Regions from separate parts of the Zea mays genome. Here regions 1 and 3 are each linked to region 2. A link is a contact called in public Hi-C data. All regions are on one chromosome and are shown on one strand. The core of a region is the stretch at or near the end of the contact, and the rest is flanking DNA. Distances in the headings are between cores, read along the strand shown.

The links. Hi-C and Micro-C count contacts between places; a contact is called where the count stands out from the background.
Region 1: a contact with region 2 is called in a Hi-C map of tassel, with 3 times the contacts expected there. The contact joins the promoter of LOC100216643 here to the promoter of LOC103630472 in region 2. A contact is called at or near these places in 2 of 25 Hi-C or Micro-C datasets (bundle sheath and tassel).
Region 3: a Hi-C map of tassel shows a contact between it and region 2, with 3 times the contacts expected there. The contact joins the enhancer-like site here to the promoter of LOC103630472 in region 2. A contact is called at or near these places in 2 of 25 Hi-C or Micro-C datasets (leaf and tassel).

The regions. Positions count from the first base shown.
Region 1 is chr6:164,954,815-164,958,691 of Zm-B73-REFERENCE-NAM-5.0, reverse strand. It overlaps LOC100216643 (EPIDERMAL PATTERNING FACTOR-like protein 6), which reads left to right and starts at 1,500. Exons shown (of 3, transcript NM_001348780.1): 1 at 1,500-2,177; 2 at 2,494-2,561; 3 at 3,251-3,877. The coding sequence starts at 2,012. The coding sequence ends at 3,448.
Region 2 is chr6:164,451,182-164,455,072 of Zm-B73-REFERENCE-NAM-5.0, reverse strand. It overlaps LOC103630472, which reads right to left and starts at 2,547. Exons shown (of 3, transcript XR_002262909.2): 1 at 2,431-2,547; 2 at 394-2,360; 3 at 1-246.
Region 3 is chr6:164,853,366-164,857,408 of Zm-B73-REFERENCE-NAM-5.0, reverse strand. No RefSeq gene overlaps it. Among protein-coding and RNA genes, the nearest start is that of LOC100278635, 8.7 kb to the left of the region's middle. Within about 2 kb of position 1,753, at least 14 of the 20 cell types and tissues checked have an H3K27ac peak or open chromatin away from gene starts, as enhancers often do. A contact at or near this core is called in leaf and tassel, where this site is marked.

The DNA of each region.
Region 1 (3,877 bases), core at 251-2,750, 500 kb before region 2:
GTATCGTTTCGGTGCGCGCGGCCAGCCATGCATAATGCGGTCAGCTGAACGTAGGAGGACACACACACGACGATCGAGGACCACTGTTCAGCGAACAGGTATTCAACGAGGCCCCCGCCCCATCCATCGCGTTCTGCGTCAGATCTGTCAGGTAGCATCCACCCAAACAGGGCCTCTGCATGACAACGAGAACACATGAGCGACGAGCTCGACCTGGCCACCATTAGCATGGTGAGGAAAGCGACGGAGGACCTACTGCTGCTGCATCCGTTGCTCGGCATTGCCCTTAAATCCTTAACTACTCGTCGAGATGCATGGTACGTAATGGCATTCATTGAAGTGCACCTCATCAGAGCGAATGGTATTCACTGAAAACACTACTCCTCCTGTACTATGGCTGTATCAGAGGCGGAATTAAAATTCATGGCTTCCCGTTCCATCCTCGTCGTCGGATCCAACAGCTAGCTGCAGAATAATTGTCAGCGGCCGGCCCAGCCCTCCCAGCCCCCACGTCCCACGACGACGACGACCGGGGCCATTGGCTTGTCGCGGTCGGTTGCCACTCACATGACCTCGCCGGCGAGCGCGCCTTGGACCACCTGCGGGACAGGACGCCATCAACGTGCATGTCGCAAGCCTGGTGAGTGCCACAGTGTGTCTCTGCCGCACACATGCAACTGGGTGGTCCAGACCATGCATGTCCCTGTTAACCCCGTGCAAGAACCAAAAAGATCGCCTTCTGAAATCTCAGATCCCATTGACCGAGAGAGAGACAGAGAGAGAAAGAAAAGAAACACCAATCGGCAGTGGCGAGTGCACACAGAACTAACCCCCTAGCTTGACGATGATTACCTACTACCCTGTGTGGAACGTGTGTGATTATACTGTTCCCCCTTGATGATTATGGTTATTAAGGTATTGTTCGATTGTGTCTAGATTAAATTCCTCCATAATCAAAATTAATAGAAAGAGATTTATTCCCTCTCAATATACTTTAATTCACATGCAACCGAACAAATCCTGCGCAACCGAACAAATCCTAAGTACTGGTTTAGTGACCAGGAATCACGGAGGATTAGAGTGGATTGAGGAAGAAATTAGTTTATTCCTTCTTAATCCTCTCCAATCCTCAATGACCCTCTTGTCACCAAATCGACTCTAAAGGTGTAATAAAGATGAAATGTGAGCCCGAAAGTACAGTACTGTTACAGGTCCATTACGGGTACGGGCAGCGTTCTCCTTTGACTGTTTTGGAAATGGAAAGTGGAAACTCAAATCATCTCGAGGATTGGAGGAGAGCGAGTTCGAGTTTCCGAACTGGCCCTCAGGAAGACCAAAGAAAAAAGAGACAAGGAACCGCAGCAGTCCACGTTGTACGGAGCGATTTTAGGTGGCAGCATTCCAGAGCACACGTCCGAGTTCCTCCCAGGCCATCATACGCTTGCGTGCTTGCCGATATTAAAGGCCAACACCGTGCGTGCCGGAGCCGCGCACGCACTCCCTGCTGCTGCTGGCTGTGTATCAGTTGCCCCAGAGGCAGGCCGATGTGATGCGGCTACAGTGCGTGCGGGGGGAACACCGTCCAGAGGCGAGCAGGCTGCCTCGCTCACGTCCGCTCATCTGATCATCTCGTCGTCGCCATCCACCCTCCCTCGTGTCGTCTCGAGTCTGTTCGTGCCCGGCCCCCCGGCCGTTTCCGGGTTTCGGATACGCATTTGGCTGTTGCCTCTCCGATCCTTGCTATAGTAGTAGCTACTTCCTTCTCCAGCCGCTCGAGCACGCGAGCCCTGATCCACGCTAGCTTGAGATGATAGAGCTAGAGCTAGAGCGAGCTATCTAATCCACCTACCTCCGAGGCCTAGCGCTTTGCAGCTACCTAGTGGCCGTCTTGTTCCGTCCGGCAGCGCAGGTCGGCCGGGTCGTTGGCTCGTTGCTAGCTAAGCGAAAGCAAGAGAGAGAGGTACGGCGCGGACGGTGGGTGGGAGTTCAGGCGATTCCGCCGCCGTTGCCCATGGGGAGGCAGTCGACGAGGTGGTGGAGTGGCGGCTCCGGATCCGCGCGGACGCTGGGCGTCGGCGTCGCGGTGGTGGTTGCCCTCGTCGTCTCCCTCTGCTTCGCCTTCATCGGCGGCCGTCGTCTCGCGGGGACACTGGTGGGTGGCGGCACCCCCGCTTCAGGTGAGCCGCCCCAGAGCTAGCTCTCTGTTCAATCTTCTCCGATCCTGCGTAAAAGAAGCTTAGCTTTGCTCATATTTCGTACAAAACCAAAATACTATATCTTCTAAAGAACGGGGGAAAATTTGCTCGCCCTCCTTCAGGTGAGTGCGCATGCGGTTTGCTGGTAGCTTGGGTGAAGTCCCACTGTCTCAGTAGTAGATGCAGAGCCGCATGATCCGCTGGCTGCAGAGCACAGCTGACAGCTTCCATTTTGTAGCGCGCAACGTTGTACTGCCTTGTGATGATTCTCATTCCAGTTCCTTCTCTCGATGAACAGATTCCGGCGGGAGGACCATGGCAGCGGCAGCAGCCCATCCCGGCGGTCAGGTGGCGACGACCGATGAGGTGCGTTCGTCGTCTCGATTCGTTCATTCATTCATTCATTAACGAACACGACACGGGTACGATCTGGTTCGCTGTGCAACGAAGTTGGTACAGCTATGAAGAAGAAATTAAACACCGTATCAAACACAAAGAAATTAACACAGAGACTGAATCATGCGGGATGTCCGCGCTCCATGTTTGGCGTTGGGTTGTTAGCTTGTAGACTTGTAGTAGAGGCTTAGAGTTATGCAAGCATGCATGCATGCATGTGTGTAGTAGGTGACATGTCTAAATCGCACGTACGGTGCGGCACCATTCCAAGCAGCTGCGAATCTGCGAGCCGGGCGCGTCCATCTCCATGCAGGGGGTGGTGAATCGTGACCCCGCCTCTCGTACGTAGAAGGGCCGCGGCGAGTCCGCCGGTCTCGATCAGTATTAGCACGCAGCGCTGTCGTCCGATGACCCCGCCAGCTTCACGGCGGCCTACGTCCGATGACGACGTCCCCGTCCCGTCCCGACGGCGGCAGAGCCCGGTGGCCCACCGTACCCTGAGCGACCATACCATACCATACCATGCTTTCTGTTGCGGCAATCAAAACACCATCATATGTCGGCTAGGAAAGGGCTCTAGCTCGGTTGAACCTGTTACTAATAGGGTAGGGAGTACTGATGACTAATTGTTTCTCTTTTTCGTTCGCGTGTGATTGCAGGAGATGGTTTACACCGGACGGCGGCGCCTGCTGTCGGGCGGCCCGGGCTCGCATCCGCCGCGGTGCGCGTCCAAATGCGGCAGCTGCAACCCATGCTACCCGGTGCACGTGTCCGTGCCGCCGGGGGTCCTGGTCACCACGGAGTACTACCCGGAGGCGTGGCGGTGCAAGTGCCGGAACCAGCTCTACATGCCGTGACCGTCGTCACATGCAGTGAGTGGACGACGCTCGTCCAACTGGAGACGAAGACGACCAAGGGCGGCCCTGCCCGCTGCCCAAGCCCAATGGCTGCGAGTCGCGACGCCGGGAGCGTACGACCTGACCAGCGCCGCGGGCCCGCCCGTGCGCGCGCGTGGCACTGGCACTGGCACTGGCACCAGCACCGGCACCGCGGCGTGTGCCACTGTGCCTTGGACCGGCGCGTGGCCGACCGGGCAGAGACGGCCTGCGAACCGGCGCTGCCGTGTGCCGTGCCCGCGTGTGTGCAGCGCAGGCGCAGCGCTTGCGTTCCCGCGCCGCGCATCTATCGCTGAGCTGAGCGCCCGGCAGTCCGCCGCGGGCCTACCACGAGGGCTCGCACGGGCACGACGGCAGGCAGGGCGCCGTGGTGATTAAGAAAAAGGCTGC
Region 2 (3,891 bases), core at 1,298-3,797:
GATTCTTGACAGCTGGCCCGGCATAAACCTGTCGCAGATTTCGGATCCGTCGCTGCTGCAGTCGACACGTCGCCGCCGGCGCAGTGCAGTGCAGTTCAGAAGCCGATGCACGGTTTGAGGCCTCCGCCAGACCAGTGCAGGACAGCATGTCATGGGGGGGTTTAAGTTTGGCTGCGAGTCGTGATCCACGGCGTCATGGCGAACAGTAGTGCGGTACTCCTGGGCTCCAGCAGACCAGCACTTGCACTTTCAGGAAGAGAATACAGAGCACAAGTGCACAAGAACAATGAGTCAACGACCCATGAAATGGCAAGCAACTTGCAGTTGCAGATAAAGAAAAAGCCAGCGGAACTCAAAACTAATTGTGTTTGTACAGATTGGTTTGGATCTTACAATCGCTTCTCTCTCCAGTTTCCACTCGACTTCCGAGGCAAAGAGCGCTGAAGCAGCCCGCCAGTCCTGGAGATGCTTTACACAGAGACAGGAAGGCCATCGACCGAACCCAAAACGCTTCCTCATCGGCCCCTGATTCTTAGTATTCACATCGGAAGATCGAAAGAGAAAAAAAAAACAGAGAGACAAGAACTCGTGAACCAGAGCTACTCTGACGGCTCCTCAGCTATGCTCTCCAGCCGCGGGCGCCAGACGCCGGGGCGGGCGCCGCTCCGCCGCCGCCGGTGGCTCACCAGGCTCGCCTCCCGCTTCTCCGACAGGAGCTCGCGCAGGTAGTTGTCCTGCTCCGCCGCGCTCATCAGCGACGGCGCCACAGAGGCGCCACCGCCCTTCCGGTGGCCGTGCTTCTTCCTGCTGCTGGCGCGGCTCCTGCGCTTCTTCGTCCTCTCGTCGGCGGCGGCGGCGGCGGGCGTGGAGCACGCGGAGGAGGGCACGAGGAAGTAGATGCGGCCGCGCTTGAGCTCGGAGTCGGGCGCCAGGACGACGACCTTGCGGGCCGCGCCGGCCGCGGACCACGCGTCCGTGAGCGCGTGGCTGGGGTGCGCCGCGAGCACGTCGGCCGCGGTGAGCGGGCAGCCCAGCTCGTCGACGCGCCCGCTGAGGTGCACCACGCGGACCACGTCCAGCGCGCCGCACGGGAGCATGCACGCCAGGCAGCACCGGAGGCTGTTCCCCATACCTGCCCTCCTCTTCGAAGGCTGCTGCTTGGCGCGTCGTGTCGGCAGGGGGGGAGGTGGGGGAGGAGATAATGCCGGTCGCCCACGCTGGCTATAGCTCTTGGCTTCTGGCTTTCTTCTCTTTGGCCTTGGCTAGCACGGTTCCTTCCGGGGTGAGAGTTATGATGAGGTGATGGCACGGAGAAAGGCTACGGGGTTTATATAGAGCTCTTTTGTCGGGCGGGCTATCCATCATGGTGTCATGGACGTTCGAGTGAGTAATGCAATGGGTACACGTTTTTTTCCCTCTCTCTCTCTCTCTTGTGTGATCGAGCCGTGACATCGTGGAGCACGGTTAATGCGACGCAGGCTACTGGATGGCAGCACAGCAATATGGACTCATGAAAATCTGAAGGTCTAGTGAAAGTTTTGTTTTCTTATGTTACGTTGAGCAAATTAATCCAGTAGCGTTTTTTTAAAAAAAAAAATTAACAGACAACAGTCTTATTACACATGCAACTAGCTAGTACAATGAAAAGGATAACTCATAAGAGAGTTTACAATATAGAAAGAGTGTTAACATAATGATGATGAGCATGGCTTTGTCTCAAGATATATATTCACGACAGTGCATATAGAATGAATTAAGAAATCCAGGTTCTAGAATCTGAAGAATGGTGATGCACTTTCTGTCGCAACATAGGACAGCCTTTATATAAAACAAGCAACAAATTAAATATATCGGTAGACGCTGCATACAGCCCGTTGTGTGTCATCGCTTCGACGAGTCGTGTGGGTTAAAGGTTTATATATTCAACTGTCATATATACCACGTGTTTTAAATTTGTCTCGGAATCGAATTACTAGAAATGTGTTGCCCTAGCTAGTACGTATTCTTTTTTTTTGTTGGCATTAGACTCTGAACCATGCATTGCATGTATACGAACGCTTTGGTCTAATTCGTATGACCACTACGGGACTCTCGGGAGAGAGGTTGCCCTACTACTACTACTACGAAAGCACTCCATAAACCCGGCCAGTGTTGTCCTCCCAACCATATCTTATCCAGCACAAACAAGACACACAAAAAACCCAAGCATGGCCTTGCAGCCTTGCACCATGTCGTCGTCAACTGTGTCACTTTGTTTTAAGCCCTTCACATCACATGTGAATGAACGAATTCCGGTGCATTAACAGGCTCTGGTCATGTCATGGCCGTGGTCTCCTCCTCCCAACACGAGCACGGGGAAGCTGCAGGGAAAGTCTGTCACCCTCCAATCGTCATTAGGAAATAGGAAGGAATAATTAAGACATTCCTTACCCAGGACAGAAGAGCGCGCGAATTTCCCTAATCAACATTCGGCCACTTTTGACAGGTTTCGGAAATCAGACACACGAGAATCGAAAGAACTGCTGCCGTGCGCAACAAGTACGTACGTGGTAGGCCAAAACGTGCGCATGCAGCTGGCTTGTAGTAGCTTTATATGCTAGCCAACGCCGCCAATGGTCTGCGGACGGCTCTGGGCTTTTGGTTGCGTTGTGCGGTGCCCGCGTCGACCGTGGTGGCAGCAGACTTTGAGACAGCAGCAGTAGCAGCAAACCCGAATTGTTCCTCGTCCTCGCGCCGCCGTGCGTGTCTAGTCAGTGTCACTCCCCATCGTCGGCAGCCGCGGACCGGACTGCAAAAGGCAGCTCCCTGGATCGGGGACCCGTCAAAAAAGTTGGGCCAGGAAACTGCCTGCCTGCGGGACGACACCCAAAAGGCTGCCACTGCTAGGTGCCGGCCGCCAAATTGGGCACGTCCGGTCCGGGGCCGGCGTCTGCAGCATCCGGCGGCAGCCGGCCAGAGACGCAGCCGCCCACGGGGCAGTAGGGCGCAGCCAGTCAGCTCCCGCCCGTGGCCCAAGCAGCCTATGTCCACTGGTCACTCTTGCGCAGCCGCAGCGCGCTCTTGCAGCAGTCGTGCCTCGTGCGCAGGCTTTCGCCCGTCCTGCCAGGCGGCTGCTCTCCTAGCAGCCGTGCAGGCGGCACGGCACGTGAGCCCTACGGCTCTGCACGTACGTACTGGCACGCCGCGCCGCGCGCAGTGGTGCAGGAGTGCAGGGTGGTTTGCTCGCGCTGATGGCTGACGGCGACTGCTGCGGGGTGGGCGGGTGGTGGCGCGGCAAGGGGGTCTGTGGCGTTCGGCGCTTTTGGGCGCAGCCGCCTTGGTCGCCGGGTGGGAAAGGTAGCTTTTGCGACGACAATGCGACCCGCGGATGATCTGCGTTGGCCAGCTGTCTCGTGAGTACATTCAGCGGCATGCCAGAGCCAGACAGGGGGGTGCGCCCGCCGTGCACGTCGTTGTGTCTGTCGGTTCGGGTAGGAACCGTCGAGTCCAATGCATCCAGTATGTCGGGTATCAGGCTTAGCCATGCTTTGCTACAGCTACAGAGCTGCGGGTAGTAGTACGTATATTGACTGAAAAAAAACGGTGGAATGCACCACACTTTCTGCTGGTAGTAGTACTTGACTAGGAAGCGGCGTGTCACGTGTGCGTACTAGCGGCGTGCGCGCGGTTCAACCAGCTCGACCTCGACGTGCACACACACACGACGGCAAGGAGCGACCATAGCACGAGGAAGCTTCCCCGGCTCGGAGACTAAGCACCAACGGCCTACTCGGCGTATACGGCTGCCACCACCAGATCCAATCTACCTGCGCTAACATTTGGGCCGGTCGCCGGCCACGACCAGGCGGCCAGGCCATCCCATTATTCTATTTCGAGAATCTCTGAGACTAG
Region 3 (4,043 bases), core at 504-3,003, 400 kb before region 2:
ATTCTCCGTCATCCTCGTGTCATGCGAAGAACAGTACTGTTTCTGTCGCATCTGCGTTTTTTTTTCCGGGGAAAAAGAATGTGTCATTATATAAAATGTGCGATTATATACTGGTAGTACGTGTTAGGTGGGTCTGGTGGATATACTGTTGCAGAGCTTTTATGTAATAAGTCACGACGCAACGCCAGCAAGCAACATGAACCGCAACACCCGGAAGTCAGCACCGCTGTTGCTTGCGATGTTTTCAGCGTACGTACGTTCATGTCCGTACGGCGTGGATGTACATGCAAGGGCTGGTAGCTAGGCAAACTTTTGTTTGGTGGAGCTGTTCCAGCTCCCGGAGACAGGGATTTTGGTGGTATGTACTCTACTGCTCTCGGTCCTCTGCTGAACATCAGCGCGCATATTCTGAGCTGCGAATCCGTGTTCCAGCTTCGTGTCTATCGTGTGAGGGAGGGACCGGAGGAGTAGCTTACGAGATCGACATGTTCTCAACAACTGGACTCTCGCATATATATGGAGATGGGTAGGTTAACAAATCCTACGAAAAAATCTCTATACAATAAATTTATTGTATAGAAGGGAGTATTCCACCGTCGTCTCGTTTCTCTATACGATTGTGCGGTCGCGAGTAGGAAACGCGAAGCCTTCTACATTTTCCCCACGCCTTCGTTACTAACAAAAGGGTTTGAGATATGGATCTAGGATCCATGCATTGCCACATTGTTACTCAACACATTATCAACACTGTTCTATCCTAACTTTATTATATGGATCTGATCTGTACCAACTGTACGTCAAGCCGACAAGTCCTTGATCATGTCAAACTGTCCTATACGATGAGCCTTCGTCTTCGTTCATTGAATCAAGAATCATGATATGTCATTCTTGATTTGCTCTAAACCTATAGTTTAATATAGATATGTTCAATGTAGATTAAATTCTCACGGCCAGATGCATGTTGCTCCGCTAGGATGCCCACCGAACACACTGTGACGCGCCTAGGCTGCCACTACGAGCTAGTCTTGCTAGGCCACCCGCTAGCCACGCTGGGCTGTGGATAGGATGCAAGTTCTTTCCTAGAGCAGTGAATTTCACCCTCCTTTTGTGGTTATTTCCTAACTTTTTTAGTTATTTCCAACCGTAGGTCACATTTAAAACTTAAACCCTTCCACCACCACCTCAATAATCTTTATAAAAACCCTCTGACAAATCATGGTTGTATCTGTGGTTGGATCATTATCTAATGGATCAGATGGTTTGCTTGCACGCTTGTACAGAAGGACTGTTTGCATAACAGTAGTTGCCGTGAGCATATAAACAAATATTTCACATACACAATGCACGTACACGGATTCACGAGCACGAGTGTAATTTTTTATACCTGTTAGAAAATATGTAGGGATAAGAATCAGACCCGCATCCACGCTCTATGCTCGTGGGTATAAACTAACACCTAAACCTCTACTTTATAGGATTTTTACTTGTGAACACATGTGTAAAATGTGCTCGTTGACTTCCTATCCTAGCCTTCCCATTTGTGAAACTCTAAGACTATCTCCAGAAACCTCCCTATCTCATTCATTATCTCACTCTTTATTTTAAATTTCACTCTATAAACAGTTTTTATAGACTATATTACAAAACAATGTTTTATATGTCAATATACAGTCTCCTTAAGATGGGCTAATGAGTGGCCCATAGGAGGAAGGAATCCATTGCCAGGACACCGCTCCATGAATGCGGCTCCAATTATTTTGGGCGGAAGAATAGGAACACGCATATGGGCTTGTATCCCGTGTCCATATGGGCTAGTCCCATGGGCTCTTGTTTTTTCCGTGCTTCCGCTGTTTTTTTTCCTCCATTGCTTGATGTCTGTCCTTTCACAGGTTTCAGATCTGTTCAAGTCTCCCTTCGTTTCATATATGTTTTGTAGATTTGACTATTTTTGCGGGCTCCTTAATTAGCTTCACTTCTCCTTTTCGATTGGGTTAGGGCCTATTTGTTTCTATCCTAGATTGTATAAGTTGGACTAAGGTGAAAGAGTAGGAGAGTAATAAAATATCGCTTTAGAACTACAAATAAGTTAGCATTAGATAGCTTATTTCAGCTTATTTGTAATTCCAGAGTGATACTTAACCTCCTAACCCTCCATCACAATTCAACTTATATAGCCTAGGAGGGAAACAAACATGTCCTAAAGTCTAAAGAGTTTTATATCACTGTCATATCATATAGAATAAAATAAAATATAGATGAAACCCTCGCTTTTAATGAAAAGTGTTGTTGTATAGTTTTATACCTAGTTTTTTTGCATGACTCATATATAGAGGTTGTAGTCATGATGAAACTCATATATAGCGAAGCCACACCAGGCCCGCCTGAATTGGGCACTACACTGTTGTCACATCTTCCTCGGGTGTCTAATAGGTTTTATGCCAAGCTTCACTTGACGTGTCCACGGGCGATTGACGCATGCCGCATGCCCGCAGGCACCCTGCGGGCGTGCACATGCGCATGGTGCATCCTACACTCCACGTTGCACTCCCAAGTCCCAAACCTGGCTCCACAAGCATCCATATCGCGCGCACCTTAATATCTCAACCCCACGAAGGCTTGCAAGCCTACACAAGGGAAGGCATCACCACCAAGCCTCCTGCTGCACACACTGGCAGAGTGGCACACGTACACACAGCACGAGTAAGGCACACTCCGGTGTCCCATGCGAAAACAGCAATGCATGCTCTGGCCTTTTGTGGCCTGTGGGGGAAGAGGATGCAAAAAATCTATAGCGACCGACCATCGTGCATGCCTTCTTGTGCAGGCGTATCCGACTGAACTAGCAGAGGATCGCCGACACGTTTCGGCCTGCGTGTGTCCCGCCGTCACATCATCCATTCATGCAGACATGCCCTCTTGCTCCTGCCCCCCTTGGGCGCTGCAGCGCGCAGCGCAGCGCAGCCACCAGATCGATGCTGTTAAAACCTGGGCAGCGGGCAGACAACATTAACAACAGCATATCTCACCTGGACACGCACGTACCCGGTTGCCGAAGAAAGCTGGCGTCCAGTAAAAGTGACACCATCATAGTTCATTAGTTCATAATATCCATCACAATTCGCACAGCCTAGTCAGCACTTTAATTACCTGTTCGGAATATAATCATCATTCATTTCAGGGGCTCTGCAGATGCACGGCCTGCATCAGCGTGATGCGTGCACATGCAGCACGTCGGCCCCAAATATATGCCAAATTAATTATTACGTATACCTCCAGAGACGTGTTCCGTTCATGAGATGCTCTAATGAGTAATGATGCTCATGCACGATTTTGTTCCAGCTCTGCCATATTTGCACTCGTACGTACACGTATGCTTGGACCACGGCGGAGCAGCAGCCAGAATAAATATGCATGGCAACAGTCGAACTAGGCACAAAAACTCGTTGGGGATCCCCCCGCGGTTTATGGCATCACGGTCGCGTCACCGTGACGCGCTAGCTCGGGCCGGGGAAACTTGCCGAGCATGCAAGTCGCCGTCCACTGCATGCCATGCCACTCAATGGCACTGTCACCGTCACACCTTTTCCCCGTTAATATATAGCATGCATACCTACAGTACACACATCGGCACATCCACATGATTGCTAATGCCTGCGTGCAGCATATAGGCGTATGATGCAAGCGCGCACTCTCTGAATATATATGTAACTCGACCGCCGGTGCAACGTACAAGCATTTTCGCCGTGCGGCGGCTGCTCTAGGACTGTGTGTACAAGACTTGGATCCAGTCTCGCGAAAACCACGACCGGCGGTGGAAACCGAAGCCGAAGGTTTAACGGCGTTATGTAAAAAGAAAAAAAAAAGACATCACAGATCACAGACGTGTAAACGTGCGTCTGTAGTCTGTACCGACTTTTCATCACATACACGTAAGCACATGCATGCGTATGTAATAACCTTCATCACAGACACACGTCCATAAAACAGACACTGCAGTTGCAGGGATCATCAGCTCATACAAGAGAACGAACTCTATCTCACAG